Regions from separate parts of the Sus scrofa genome. Here region 2 is linked to region 1. A link is a contact called in public HiChIP or PLAC-seq data. All regions are on one chromosome and are shown on one strand. The core of a region is the stretch at or near the end of the contact, and the rest is flanking DNA. Distances in the headings are between cores, read along the strand shown.

The links. HiChIP or PLAC-seq counts read pairs in DNA pulled down with a chosen protein or histone mark.
Region 2: an H3K27ac HiChIP or PLAC-seq map of alveolar macrophages shows a contact between it and region 1. The contact joins two enhancer-like sites. A contact is called at or near these places in 2 of 47 Hi-C or Micro-C datasets (embryonic fibroblasts and heart right ventricle) and 2 of 2 datasets of contacts at active chromatin or transcription factors (alveolar macrophages and skeletal muscle).

What each region holds. Positions count from the first base shown.
Region 1 is chr17:51,275,553-51,282,285 of Sscrofa11.1, forward strand. B4GALT5 (beta-1,4-galactosyltransferase 5) reads right to left here. Exons shown (of 9, transcript XR_002340099.1): 2 at 4,561-4,695. Among named protein-coding and RNA genes, the nearest start is that of B4GALT5, 56 kb to the right of the region's middle. Within about 2 kb of position 4,384, at least 1 of the 83 cell types and tissues checked has an H3K27ac peak or open chromatin away from gene starts, as enhancers often do. A contact at or near this core is called in alveolar macrophages, where this site is marked.
Region 2 is chr17:51,470,178-51,476,910 of Sscrofa11.1, forward strand. It overlaps SLC9A8 (sodium/hydrogen exchanger 8), which reads left to right. Exons shown (of 17, transcript XR_002340027.1): 15 at 354-500; 16 at 1,464-3,257; 17 at 3,332-6,733. Among named protein-coding and RNA genes, the nearest start is that of IL29, 11 kb to the right of the region's middle. Within about 2 kb of position 4,319, at least 19 of the 83 cell types and tissues checked have an H3K27ac peak or open chromatin away from gene starts, as enhancers often do. A contact at or near this core is called in alveolar macrophages, where this site is marked.

The sequences.
Region 1 (6,733 bases), core at 3,134-5,633:
GGTTCATAACCCACTGAGCCACAAAAGGAACTCCACAAACCAGTGGCTTTTAGTGACACAAAGCTTCTCTAGGTCATTACTTCAGGCTTATTTTCAAGGTTACAGTTCTGATCCCTCAAAGTATGCTCTAATAGACAGTAACCATTTTAGCTGTCAAGGATCAAGCAAGCCATCACACTTAAAAGACACACTAAGCTTTAGTGACCTCATGAAGGCCTCTGAAGATGAGTGTGTGCCACGGCACTTTCCCCAGGTGGGCCCACAACTCAGGGACGAGTTCGGTCCAGGCTACTCTTTCCAAGCCCACAGTGTTCCTGGCGGGAGTGGCTGGGTCAGAGGGGATGGCCACCTAGCTATCTCAGCAGCTATAGGGCCGAAATACTCTGTGCAAGGCCAAAAATCGCTTTGAAATGAATAAAAAGCTTTTACTGGATAACTTCCAATGAAATGATGTTTCCTCTTTAACACTTACTCACCAAGGATGTGCCAATAACATAGAAGCCAATCATGATGGTAATCTCAGAACTAGGTTACAATACTTAAAGTGGGTTTTCTTGTTAAATCTATCCAGGCACACACTCAAAAATCATTCACTTTGCGTCTCTTAAGTGCTAGGCAGGGTACAAGGTACTGGGGGTACCAAGAGGACAAAAGCCATGAGGGCACCGCTGGGATTCAGAGGACAGCAAATCCCAGCTGATACATCTGGTCCTGTAACTCCTGTGTGTTTTTTTTTTTTCTTTCTGTCTTTTGTCCTTTTTTTTTTTTTAGGGCCATACCCGTGGCATATGGAGGTTCCCAGGCTAGGGGTCGAATCGGAGCTACAGCGGCCGGCCTACACCACAGCCACAGCCACGCCAGATCCAAGCCATGTCTGCAATCTACACTACAGCTCACGGCAACGCTGTTTCCTTAACCCACTGAGCAAGGCCAGGGACTGAACCTGCAACCCCATGGTTCCTAGTCGGATTCGTTTCCACTGCACCACAACGGGAACTCCACTCCTGCGTGCTTTAACCCTTCATCCCTAAAACAAGTACAGAGCAGTTATCTTACTGGGTGCTTGCGAGGAGTCCATGAGATAATGCAAGCAAAGTGTAAGATCTGAGCCATGTCTGCGACCTACACCACAGCTCATGGAAGCACCAGATCCTTAACCCTCTGAGTGAGGCCAAGGATAGAACCTGTATCCTCACGGATGCAAGTCAGATTCATTTTCCACTGAGCCACGATGGGAACTACTGGAATTTTTTTTTTTTTTTTTTTTTTTTTTTTGCTTTTTAGAGCCACACCCACGGTATGTGGAAGTTCCCAGGCTGGGGGTCTAATTGGAGTTATAGCTGCCGGCCTATGCCAGACCACAGCAACGCAGGATCCGAGTCGTGTCTGTGACCTACACCACAGCTCACGGCAACACCGGATCCTTGACCCACTGAGTAAGGTCAGGGATCGAACCCAAAACCTCATGGTTCCTAGTTGAATTCATTTCCACTGCGCCACAAGAGGAACTTCTGGAATTTTTTTTTAATTAATGTTTTTGACCTATTGTTTCCTCAAATTCAGAAACTGTGGATACGCAGGGCCAAGTGTGTGAAGATGCGTTCTCACTCATAAGACAGGCCCCAATGGCAAACACTTCTAGTTTATGAGGAAAATAGACACATTAAACACAAAATGTTTCCTTGTGGTGCAGTAGGTTAAGGTCCTGGCATTGTCACTGCAGTGGTTTAGGTCACTGCTGTGGTATAGGTTCGATCCCTGGCTCAGGTACTTCCACGTGCCACCGGTGTGGCTAGTGGGCACACAAAATAGATGATTATTCCAGCCCGAGTGATGCTGGGAAGGATTATTTTAGTGTATGATAATTTGAGGACAAACATATGCAAATTCAAATAATAATGGGTCCCTGGATGGAACGTGATGGAGGATAATGTGAAAAAAAGAATGTATATAAATATATAACTGGGTCACTTTGCCGTACAGCAGAAATTGACAGAACATTGTAAATCAACTATAATAAAAAATAAAAATAAAAAAACAGGTCCCTGGATATGCCTTCCAAGGGGGCAACTCACTCCCTGCTCAGTGTCCAGGGACAACAACAACTCCTCAGGGAATCTGAGTGATCATGTGTTGCAAGACCAGTGGCAGTGTGGGGACAGAGACCTGCTACGTGCCCTCTAAGGTGGAGAGGAAATGGACCCCCTCGCCAATTGCCCAGAGAAGCCGCAGCATCATCCGACCTTGGAGAGGCAGGAATACTTGGACTGGGCAAAGGTCATGACTGCGCACATGCTCCCAACCAGAGTGAGAAGGGGAAAGAGCCCTGCTCGGCAGCCAGACGACTCTCGAGCTTCGTTCCACAACCAGAAGTCAGTCTGGGGATGGGTTGAGGGAAAGTCACATGACCAAGCCATTCCAACAACCGCAAGATTACTTGTACTTGTGAAAAATGGAAGCTAACAAAATCCTGCCTGCCCGATGGAGCCGTATCTGAGTCAAGTGAGACAATGTGTACGGGATGATGTGCAAAACCGAACACCACACATGATGAATTAGGAAACAAAAATGTGCTCGGCCTTCTCCCTTGACTTCGGGAACCGCAGGGATTCCTCTGCAGGGGGGTGCCAAGCTCAGGCAACTTGTCCTGTGAGACCACAACTTGGCTGAAAAGCTCTGAAAAGTTGATCGCTTGCTTTTTGCAAACAAGAAGAAAGGAAGTACCAAGGTTTATCAGTTTGCTAACTATAGTCCTTGGTTGCTGCTAAACTGACCAGCAAGGCAGACTGATAAATTAGGATGTGGTCAATTCTTCTCAGGATTTAACTTTCCTTTCAGCGGTAATACTTCTATTAAGATCCCAAGCACCACAGAATAATTTCATTTGCAAGGTTTAGAAAGCAACTTCACATCCTCCAGTGAGCTCTGGACAACCTTAGACCTTTCTAGAGAAGAACAGAGGGACTGTCTTGGAAAGAAATTTTTTAAAATACACATATTTTATAATACTAGGCTTGAGTGAAGTTAGTAAGAAGCCACAAGGAAAGCACATTAGTCCTCAGTTAAAGAAGCAAATCATGAATGCATAGCAAAATGAAATCTCGGGATCTATTTTCTAAATAAAAACCATCCCTGGCTGGAGACGGAAGAAGCCTCATGGCAGACCCATTTTAACCATCTGGAAATACTTCCTGTGTTCGATTTTTGGAAGAGTTAAAAAAAGAGAGACATAAAAAAGATAGCTTTCTCTCAAAGGTGAAGAGCTTGCTATGTACAGTCCTTTGTAAAGACAGTTTAAGTCAACACCACAATTCAGGAACAAGCTCTTACAATGTAACATTACGCAAGCCATTTAAATTTGGGGTTCTTTTTTCTTCTTTTTATAATTAGTGATCAAAAGGTAATAAAGCTACAGGTAAAAGTTCCAAAGGTCAAGGCAAAAAATATTCACTCCTGGGTGCATCACGGCTGCTTAGGTGATAGTCTGAAAAGCTTTCCCAAAGCTAAAACAGTCTGGCCACCAAACTCAGGCACAAGCTGGAATTAAGCCATAGGATGAAAACCACACCTGATCAGGGAAGCTAAACCAGGTGATGTATTCAACTTTTCTTCTAGAAGTCGCTTTTTTTGTTGTTGTTGTTTTGCTTTTTAGGGCCACACCCACAGCATACGGAAGTTCCCAGGGTAGGGGTCAAATCAGAGCTACAGCTGCCAGCCTACACCACCACAGCCACAGCAACATGGGATCCGAGCCATGTCTGTGACCTACACCTCAGCTCACAGCAACATCAGATCTTAACCCACTGAGCGAGGCCAGGGATCGGACCCAGGTCTTCATGGATACCAGTCGGGTTCCTTTCTGCTGCACCACGTTGGGAACTCTCTAGAAGTCACTTTTATAGTCTGCGGAAATCATCCCAGATTATGTGATGATTACGAAGTGGAAATTTGTTAAGTTGCAACTAAAGCATTTATAAACTACAAGGTTAAACAAGTCCTACTGGGCTGAACAAGTTCAAGTAGCGTCCAAAGGAAGAACAGAGTTGGGGCGACTATTCCCGTGTGGAATTAACAATGAGCTTTGAAAACCCCGTGGACACACCACTACCACAAGCCGATCGCACAATGTTAAGCCCTAAAAATAAGTGCTTTTCCTCGTTGGCTCTATGGATACATTTTCTGAAATCAAATTATTTCCAGAAACAGCTTTTGGTGCTCCTGTTTTACTGATGTCCTAAAGATACATACTCACTCTGCCCACTTAGGGCAACTACACACAAAAAGGGGGGGGGGGTCTTGAAAGATACTCCTCACCCCCTGACTCCCTGAAACATATCAGGAGTGAAAATGGAGTTATCCAGTCACCCTTAATAGACCATTAGCAAAAGGAACAAGGATTCATTTTGCAAGAGCTTCTTCTTTTAGTAATAACCCACGACTCAGCCAAACCGTCTCTCTTTCACAATACGCTTTGTTTTCATCAGCAATAATTATTCAAACCAAATTTACCTCTCCTGGAGGGGACATTCTGAGCAGACCACCCCTTTATTAAATATATACCTGAGTCGTTCACGCTGCTGTTCCTCTTGGCGTAAGCACTCCGAACCACCTGCTCGTAAACCTGAGCGCCGATTGTCCTCATGTTGTCCCGGATCAGAATGCCTTGAGCTTGCATCATGAAGAGGTAGGTGTTCACTGCAGAAGACAAAGGCAGAGGGGAAAAGAGGTTGATTCAAAAACAATCATTAAAGCAAAACACACCCCAAAACCCACATAACTTTGGGCACCTTTTCTTTTTTCTTTTTTCATTTTGAAACCCCTTTTAGCACTAAAAGCCTACTCCATTTTCCATATTGGGTTCTACATTTTCAGGACACCAATATTCCTCGGGTAACCAGGCAGACTTAGGGAAGTTTCTGTCCATTTTCAGCAGTTTTAGAAAAACCGTAAATTAAAAAAATTACATTCTACCAGGTCTTTAAATACCCAATCCTGTGTTTGTACTGTCATGATCAGAGTGACCTTTAGGGATCAATTAAAACATTTTGAAAAATACCTCTGCTCTCCTTAAGTTCACATTCTTAATACTTGATGGCTATCCTCAGAGAAAGGAAGTCACTGCTGTCCTATTTTCTAGAAATACTTAGATATAGGTTGGGATCTGCTATCTTTTGAAAGAGGCAGACGGAGGCTCCAGCTACTTTGCAGTATTTGGAGAGAAAAAGAATATAATGAAAGAATGTCAGCAGTCCTCACTACCCACCCACCTCAGCCCCAAAGTCCAAAGCAACGGGAAAGGAGCAGCTAGCCTGGCCCAAATGTCAGTTAAAACATATTCCCTGGAGTTCCCTGGTTGAGTGGTTAGGACTTGGTGCTTTCACAGCTGAGACCCAGGTTCATTTCCTGGTTTGGGAACTGAGATTCCATATCAAGCCACTGCACGCTGTGGCCAAAACAAACAAAATATATATATGTGTGTGTGTGTATATATATATATATATGTATATATATATATATATATATATATATACACATAAAATTCCCTTTACAATACATACAAAATATCAAGTTGTGCATCTGGAACTAAAATAATGTTATATGCAAGTTATATCTCAATAAAAACAAAGCAAAACAAAAACCAGATTCTTAATCAATGATTTTCAGACTAACTGCCCAATCTCTGTCATCTTTGGAGAGTGATCTTCCCCTGGGTTTTCCTGAAGTCCCGTGTGCTAGGGATCATCGGAACACTTGGCTGACTTCCAGCCAGGCCCCAGGCAGGTATGCAACAGGGAGCCTGGGCCACTCCCCCAGGCTCAATTCACTCGGCCTCAGGCGGTCCTGGCTCTTCAACAAGATACTTTGTGGACACCGTTTTCACCATTATTATCACAGTGTCCTACACATAACGGGCAGTAAGTAATGACTAAATGGATGAAGCTTAGAAGTCAATTTCCTTCAGTGCAAGCTACTGTGTTTGGCGCTAGTACTGGAGATGGGGGTGGGGACGAGCAGTTTAAGCAGCACAACGCTCAATGTGGCAAACCCCACATTAAACAGGGGCATAAAATCTTTCCAAAGGTTTCAAATCATCACTAAGGTATATCCAGAGCTGTAAAATGATGAAGAAGTCACTGTTCAGAATGCTTTCAGAAATGAGGGAGCAGTCTCAGATTAGGCCTCGTGGTGACTGGAAGACAGCTGCATGTTTAACTTCTGGCATCAGCAGAGAATAGCTCAGGGACAGTACTCCGTTGCTAGACGAAGTTACAGGGGAAAAAATAACTGCAAATCCTTAAAAAAGGATAATTCTGTGAAGCTTCTGCAAACAAGAGTAGCATCTCATTTTCTATCTACAGTAGAAAGCCCAGCACCCAGTCACAGTAGATAGGCAGTCCATAAATATCGGTTAAACCTAAGATTTAAACTTCATTCAGGATCATATTTCTAATGTGGCTCTATAGTATTCTTTTATCCCTTAGGCTATATATTATGTGTATTATACATAGTATATATCCCTTGAAATCTTCCATCTCCGACATAAAACTAAACCAGTCGTATTCAATCATATAAAAACAAATATTTATTGAGCACTGTGTGTAAAGCTGTCAGTTTGGCACTGCAAAAAAATAAACTACCTCCTTTTCCCCAAAAGTGCATCATCTCTGAGCTTTTGATCTTCTCTACTGCAAAGGCACTGCAGTTAGCCTGCCTTTTAAATTCCCTCCCTTTC
Region 2 (6,733 bases), core at 3,069-5,568, 190 kb after region 1:
TCTCTCCCCGCATCCGCTTACCCAAAACGGGCCACAGCAGGCAAAACCCGACAAAAGCCGCCTCCTTTGTTCAGTTCCCTGGTAAAGAGACAGTCTAGAACAGTTCCCAGTCCACCTGCACGCGAGAACCACCTGGAGAACTTCCAGGCCAGGCCCCAGACTTCCATGAATTTACACGCTGATTTCCCTGGGTTTCCATCAAGTGCGGGTACATCTTCCTGCCTCCCTATGGGCTCCCAGGAGACCCTTTGCTGCTGCAATGAGGGCTGGGGACAGGAGGGGCCAGGGGCAAGGGCTGCGAGGCGAGCTGGCTAGTGTGCCTGCTGACGGCCGGCTGCCATCCCTCCCTGCAGGGCAACACGGTCGAGTCGGAGCACTTGTCGGAGCTCACGGAGGAGGAGTACGAGGCCCACTATGTCAGGCGGCAGGACCTCAAAGGCTTCCTGTGGCTGGACGCCAAGTACCTGAACCCCTTCTTCACGCGGCGGCTGACCCAAGAGGTGGGACACAGGCTGGGGTCCCTTGCCTTCCTCCCTCAGGACCCGCAGTGGCCAAGAGCGGGGTGGGCGGGGAGGGCACGTGCTGAGCGCTCAGCTGTCTCTCCTTCCCCGGGCTCGCGGGCCCAGTGGGCCTGTGGAGCTCGGCATCTGCTGTTTTTCCTCTTCTTCCCGATTTAGTGCTAGTTCAGTAATAGACTTGTTAACGCGGTTTAGTTTTCCTGGAGGATAGACTTGGGATGCGGATCAGCCACCGAAGCTGGAGCTGAGGAATTTCAGACATGCAGGGCCTCCCACGGTGGCCCAAGGCTCAGGCCCTTGTTCCATCCCTCCTGGCACCACTGGCCTCCAGTGACAGTGACACACTCTCACAGGGACCAGCTTGGGCCTGCTTTACTGAAACCGTCACCCTGCCCCAGGCAGGGTGGGGGTCTTCCCGCTGCCGCCCTGCCTCTGGTTCTGCCCATTTCCCCTCCTTTGGCTGTCACAATCGCTGTCACCCTGACCTTTTATGGTGAGCCAGGCCCTGCGCCAAACATTTTTCATCATTGCTTCATTTCATTCTGCCAACAACCCCTGCAGTAGATGCAGCTGTTAACGCACTTGACAGCTGAGGAGACTGAGGCCCAGAGAGGTGAAGGAACCTCCCGGAGGCCACACGGCCAGGAGGTGGCAAAGCTGGGAGCAGACCTGAGTGTGTCCCAGTCCAGAGGCCAGGTTTTTTTTTTTTTTTTTCTCAACATCCCCTCCTGCCTCATAGTCCTGTTTCTGAGTGAGACCTGCCGGTATCTCCACCCCCACAGAGAAGAATCCTGCTGGCAGGAAGTTAGCACATTGAAATTGCCTGTGGCCATGCCCCCTGCCTCCCATCTCCTACCACAAGTACAGAGCAGCTCTCCCTCCCTTCCTTGACCCTCACCCAGACCCAGACCCACTGACAAGGGCTTGGTGTGTCTCCTGCCCTAGGACCTCCACCACGGGCGCATCCAGATGAAAACCCTCACCAACAAGTGGTACGAAGAGGTGCGCCAGGGCCCCTCAGGCTCTGAGGACGACGAGCAGGAGCTGCTGTGACGGAGTGGGACCCCGTAGCTTCTGGGCAGGCCGGGCCGGAGCCTACCACCCGGCCTCCCAAGACCGACACCCACCCAGCAGGGGCGTGAGGCGCATGCATTTGGCAGCTCTCAGGGTGGATGGAAGCAGGACGAAGCACGAACCGTCTTAACCCAGGACTTCCCAGGACTTCCTGGGCCTTTGGGGCCAGCTGGCTGCTCCTGGAGTGTCCTCTCCCCACTCCTCGCTGGGCCCGACCTCTGCTCTTGGGGTGGCTTCCCAGCCCGCAGGCGGGGTGAGCACCTGTGCAGGTAAAGTTTCTTCTTCTGCAGCTGGGGGAGCAGTCATCTGTCTGAGGTGCCTGAGAGAGATCCTGCTGGGGACCTGCTGTGCACGAGTCCTGGGGAGCGCCGTGTGCGGGTTCCGGCACTTCTGGCCACTTCCCTCGTCCCAAGGGCGAGGAGCCAGCACCCTTTCCCTGAGCGTGTCACGGTGGCCCTGGCCCCAGCAGCAGCATGTCTCGACTAAGCGGCAGGGTCAGAAGCCTGGCAGGCCTCCTGCTCCCCTGCGTGGTGTTGCGCGCGCTCACTGAGAAAGAACACCTGAGTGACCTCTCTTTCTTTACTTCTGATGGGCACCTCACAGGCTGTCTCCCTGGGGGGCAGGCAGCTCCTGCCCTTCTCTGGGAACGTTGCAAATGTTTACACTGGTACCGAGCCCGAGGCCGCAGCCCCTCCCTAGAGCCGCAGTGGAAGCGGCATCCCCGGGTTTTGCCGCTGAGCCCGCCTGTGAGGTCAGAGCGCCCTCTGGAGGGAACACCTGGGGGCTCAGGGTTTATGCTGGCCAGCCACTGCTGTCTGTCGGAATTCAGTTTCAATTCATGCACTTTTACAAAGAAGCAAGAGCCTAGCAGTCCCCTCCCTGCCCTCGATTCCTCACCCAGTGGGCCTTGTTTGTCCAGAGGCCACTTTTCCTGGGCTCTGTGGGGGGGTCTGCCCATCGTTCACATGCTGCACCTTCACTGCTCATCAGCAGTTTTTCTTTCCTTCTCCCAGTTTTCTACCATCTTGGGTCCCATGGGTCGCCAAAGTACTAGAGCAGGGGCCAGAGCAGCAGTGCCCTGTGCTCCTCCCTGCTGTCCCTCCCAGGGCACCAGTGGCCCGGAGCCATATGTGGCTGAGTCTCAGAAGTTCCCTTGTGGCACAGCAGGTTAAGGATCCTGCGTTACCACAGCTGTGACATAGTTTGCACCTGCATCTCTGATTTGATCCCTTGGCCCAGGAACTTCCACACGCTGTAGGTGTGGAAAAAACAAAACAGATGCATCCAAGTCTCACCTGCCATCCCCAAGAAGCCACCACTACCCCAGGACTCAGAGTGCTTGCACATGCTCTTACACACACACACACACACAGACACACCCCTGCCCGCTCCCTATGGTCTCAGCCCTGGAGCCATCTCAAGGTGAAGACCTGGCAGCACACACACACACACACACCCTGCCCGCTCCCTATGGTCTCAGCCCTGGACCCATCTCAAGATGAAGACCTGGCAGCACACACACACACACACACACACACACACACACACCCTGCCCGCTCCCTACCACTACCCCAGGACTCGGAGTACACACACACACACACACACACACACACACACACACACCCTGCCCGCTCCCTATGGTCTCAGCCCTGGAGCCATCTCAAGGTGAAGACTGGCACACACACACACACACACACCCTGCCCGCTCCCTATGGTCTCAGCCCTGGAGCCATCTCAAGGTGAAGACCTGGCAGTCACATCCAGGTGACATGGAGTTACTGACTCTGGCATCCACCCCCTCTCTGGCCCTTTACCTGCTGGCTTTTGCCCTCTACAGGCCTCTGGCAATTCCCATAGGTGGCTCAGGGACCCAGCTGGAGCCCTGGGACTCGGCATCCCCTGGGGTGGTTTCACTCATATGCATGGCCTTGGTTCTCTGTTGAGGACACAGACGCCAGCAGAGACCCTGGGCTGGCAGCAAGTTTGTTTCCATCTTTTCTGTGTCAGGCAGCTTGGCTCTGGATGAGAGCAAGGACTGACCTCAGGACCCTCCAGGACTCACAGGCCCAGCCCGCGAGGCCAGACCCTGGCCCTAAGGCCTTCCCTTTCCCCAAAAGTGTACACAATGGGGAAAGGGAAGCCAGGCAGGCAGGAAGCACAGTTTCCTTTTTATGCATGAGAAGTAAATTTGCACTTCATAGAACTAAAATGATTTTTCTTTTTGTAACCTCCCACCTTAACCCCATAATTTGAGCCAAACAGGATTATTTTACTCCACCTAATGCCCCACTGGAAGAATAATGCTGTGCGTTAAGTCTGGTCTCCATCATTTCCTGTTTCTTTTAAGTGGAAAAGTCAGAGAAGCAGTCATACCGTGGCGGGTAGGGGCAGGAATCAGAGACCAGTCTCTGATTCGGAGTAACTTCCTTTTCCCTCTGAAACTCAGTCTCATCTCCGAGGCGTAAGTTGCATTGTAAACTCAATAGCGTGCCAGAAAAGAAGTCTTTTTGGCTGAGTTCATAAAGTCCTATAAACGCCATCTTTTCAGTTCAGGCTGCCCTTTGTCACCAGCCCCACCTGGCCTCCCCCCTTTAGCTGAGACCTGAGAATGACACCAAGAGAAGAGGGGGAGGATTTGTGGAAGGTCCCCAAGGCTGTGTGGAGGTGGCTGCGGGGAACCTTTCCAGACCTGGACCCGCACCAGCCTGGATCTCCTGTGGCCCTCTTCTGCCCCCTGCTGGCCATGTGGGGTTAGCAGCGTGCAAGGAGGGTAACCCGTATGCAATCCCTATACACTTAGAAACAGGCCAAAGCCCATGGGCATATTTTTCTGGTGAACTTTTTTCAGATGTCTTTGCCCAAGAATCAAAAATTGCTGCTGTCCACCTTTAGCATTCCTAATAATTCTATCGTTTGAGGCAATAAAATGCCTGGAAGATTAAAAAAATGTCCAGCATAACTATAACTTCCCACATATTATAGGTCTAGGCCATGGGCCAGGAGAACCACAGCACACAGAGAAGGTCGTACTTTAGAGTGAGGTGAAGGCTGTAAGGTCAGCGAGTGCCTTTGGGGGGCTGGCTGCTCAGCCAGTGAACACCGAAGACACGCTGCCTGGGAGTCAGGTGGCAGTAAGAGCCCCACCGGCAGTGTCTCCACAGACTCCCTGTGATTCTGAGCTGCTGGGATAAATGACATGCTTTCTGCAGCCCTGGGACTGTAGACTCCTGGGAGTGACCACATCCAGAGGGTGTGAGGTCTTACTGGAGAAGAAGCTGGTTTTTCCTAGCTCCCCAGAGATCAGGTTTGGGCTGACATGGAAGAGGGCCCAGTTCCTTAGTCAGGCTCAGACACTCAGGCCAGGGGCAGGCTGAAGCCCGCCCACCCTCCCCCAGGCCAGCCACCCTTTTCCCAATAGGAAGGCTGGCTGGGCCCTGGCTGACATAAGGCCAAGGGCCAGGGCCTGGCCCAGAATGTTGGCAGCCCTGAGTACCCCCACGTCAGCCTGAGGAGGCTCTGATTTGCCTGTGGATTCCTTTGTACGCAATGGAACGTGGAAAGATTGGTGGGTAGCCTTCTCCTTAAAGCCCCTGTCAAAGGTGGCCTCATGAGGTCTCAGGTCCACACTCCCACTCTCACAGGGGTCACATTTGGCAAAGTCCCCAGCGAGGTGGCCACAGCCAGGATCCTTCTTCTGCTTTGGTGGGGGAGGTGGTAGCGGACCTCTCCTTGGCCAAGTTAGCGCCATCAAAGGTACAGGTATAGTTTAGGTTGGATCTGGCCTTAGAATTGATCCAAGGGAGTTCCGTGGTGGTGCAACAGGGTAAGAATCCTGCATTGTTACTGCTGTGACTCTGGTTCAATCCTTGGCCCAGGAACTTCTGCATGCTGTGGATGCAGCCAAAAAAAAGAGAGAACTTATCCCAGATCCTAGTGTAAGGAGGAATCTCTCAACAGCAATGATCTGCCATCGATTAGGACTTTTTTTTTTTTTTTTGGTCTTTTTATCTTTTCTAGGGCTGCTCCCATGGCATATGGAGGTTCCCAGGCTAGGGACCTAATCAGAGCTGTAGCCACCAGCTTACGCCAGAGCCACAGCAATGTCAGATCTGAGCTGCATCTGTGACCTACACCACAGCTCATGGCAACGCTGGATCCTTAACCCACGGAGTGAGGCCAGGGATCGAACCCCCAACCTCATAGTTCCCAGTCAGATTCGTTAACCACTGAGCCACAATGGGAACTCCAGGACTTCTTTTTTTTCTTTCTTTCTTTCCTTTTTTTTTTTTTTTTTTTGACCATGTCCTCAGCATGCAGAAGTCTTGGGCAAGGGATAAAACTGGAGTTACTGCAGGCACAGCACTGGATCTTTAGTCCGCCAGGCCACCAGGGAGCTCCAATTAGGACTTTAAATGCAAAAAAAAAAGACCGATCCTTTGCTCTTTCCCCATTCCCTCCAGGATTTCTGGAGGCATGTGTTTCTCCTGCTGGGTGGTGGATATGAAACCAAATTCCTGATGGAGCAGCCAGAATCATTAAGAAGTTGTTCCACTGGGAACCCAGTCTCCAAAGCCCCAGGCAATATGTTTTAAGTGAAAACACCACAAGTCAGAGTGAAGGCTCCGAACAGGCAGCCACACTCCCTTCCATTTAGCCTCCTGTCATTTTGCATACAAATGGCACTAGATATTCAGGGACTTCCGCCTCCAAGTTACAAAAGAAAGACCTTCTCTTTCCTCTGGCCCACCAATTTCACCCTTTCCCACCCCAGCCAACATTGCCCCTAATCCCAGAGGGGGGTCAAAATCTGTGGCTTTTCCTTACCTGGGAGCCGGTCTTGCAGCTTCTCTGCAGGAGCTTCCTGGCTTTAGGGCAAGAGCTCTGCTCCAGACCTGTGGCCCTGTGATTGAAGGGGAACTCGGCTTGGTGGTCAGAGGAGAAAGGTCACCTGTCCAGGCAGCCAGTCCGCTGGGAAGAGCTGCATCGGCGCCTTCCTGGCACTCACCTCGCCAGGCCCCAGCCCTGCTCTTAGGGGCCGTGGGGGCGCCCAGGCCAGGGAAGGCGCCTCACCCCCTGGGCCGCTGTGAGGTTCGTGGCTACCAAAGCCTTCAGCTTCTCTGGTGCAGCTCCTGCAAAGCTTG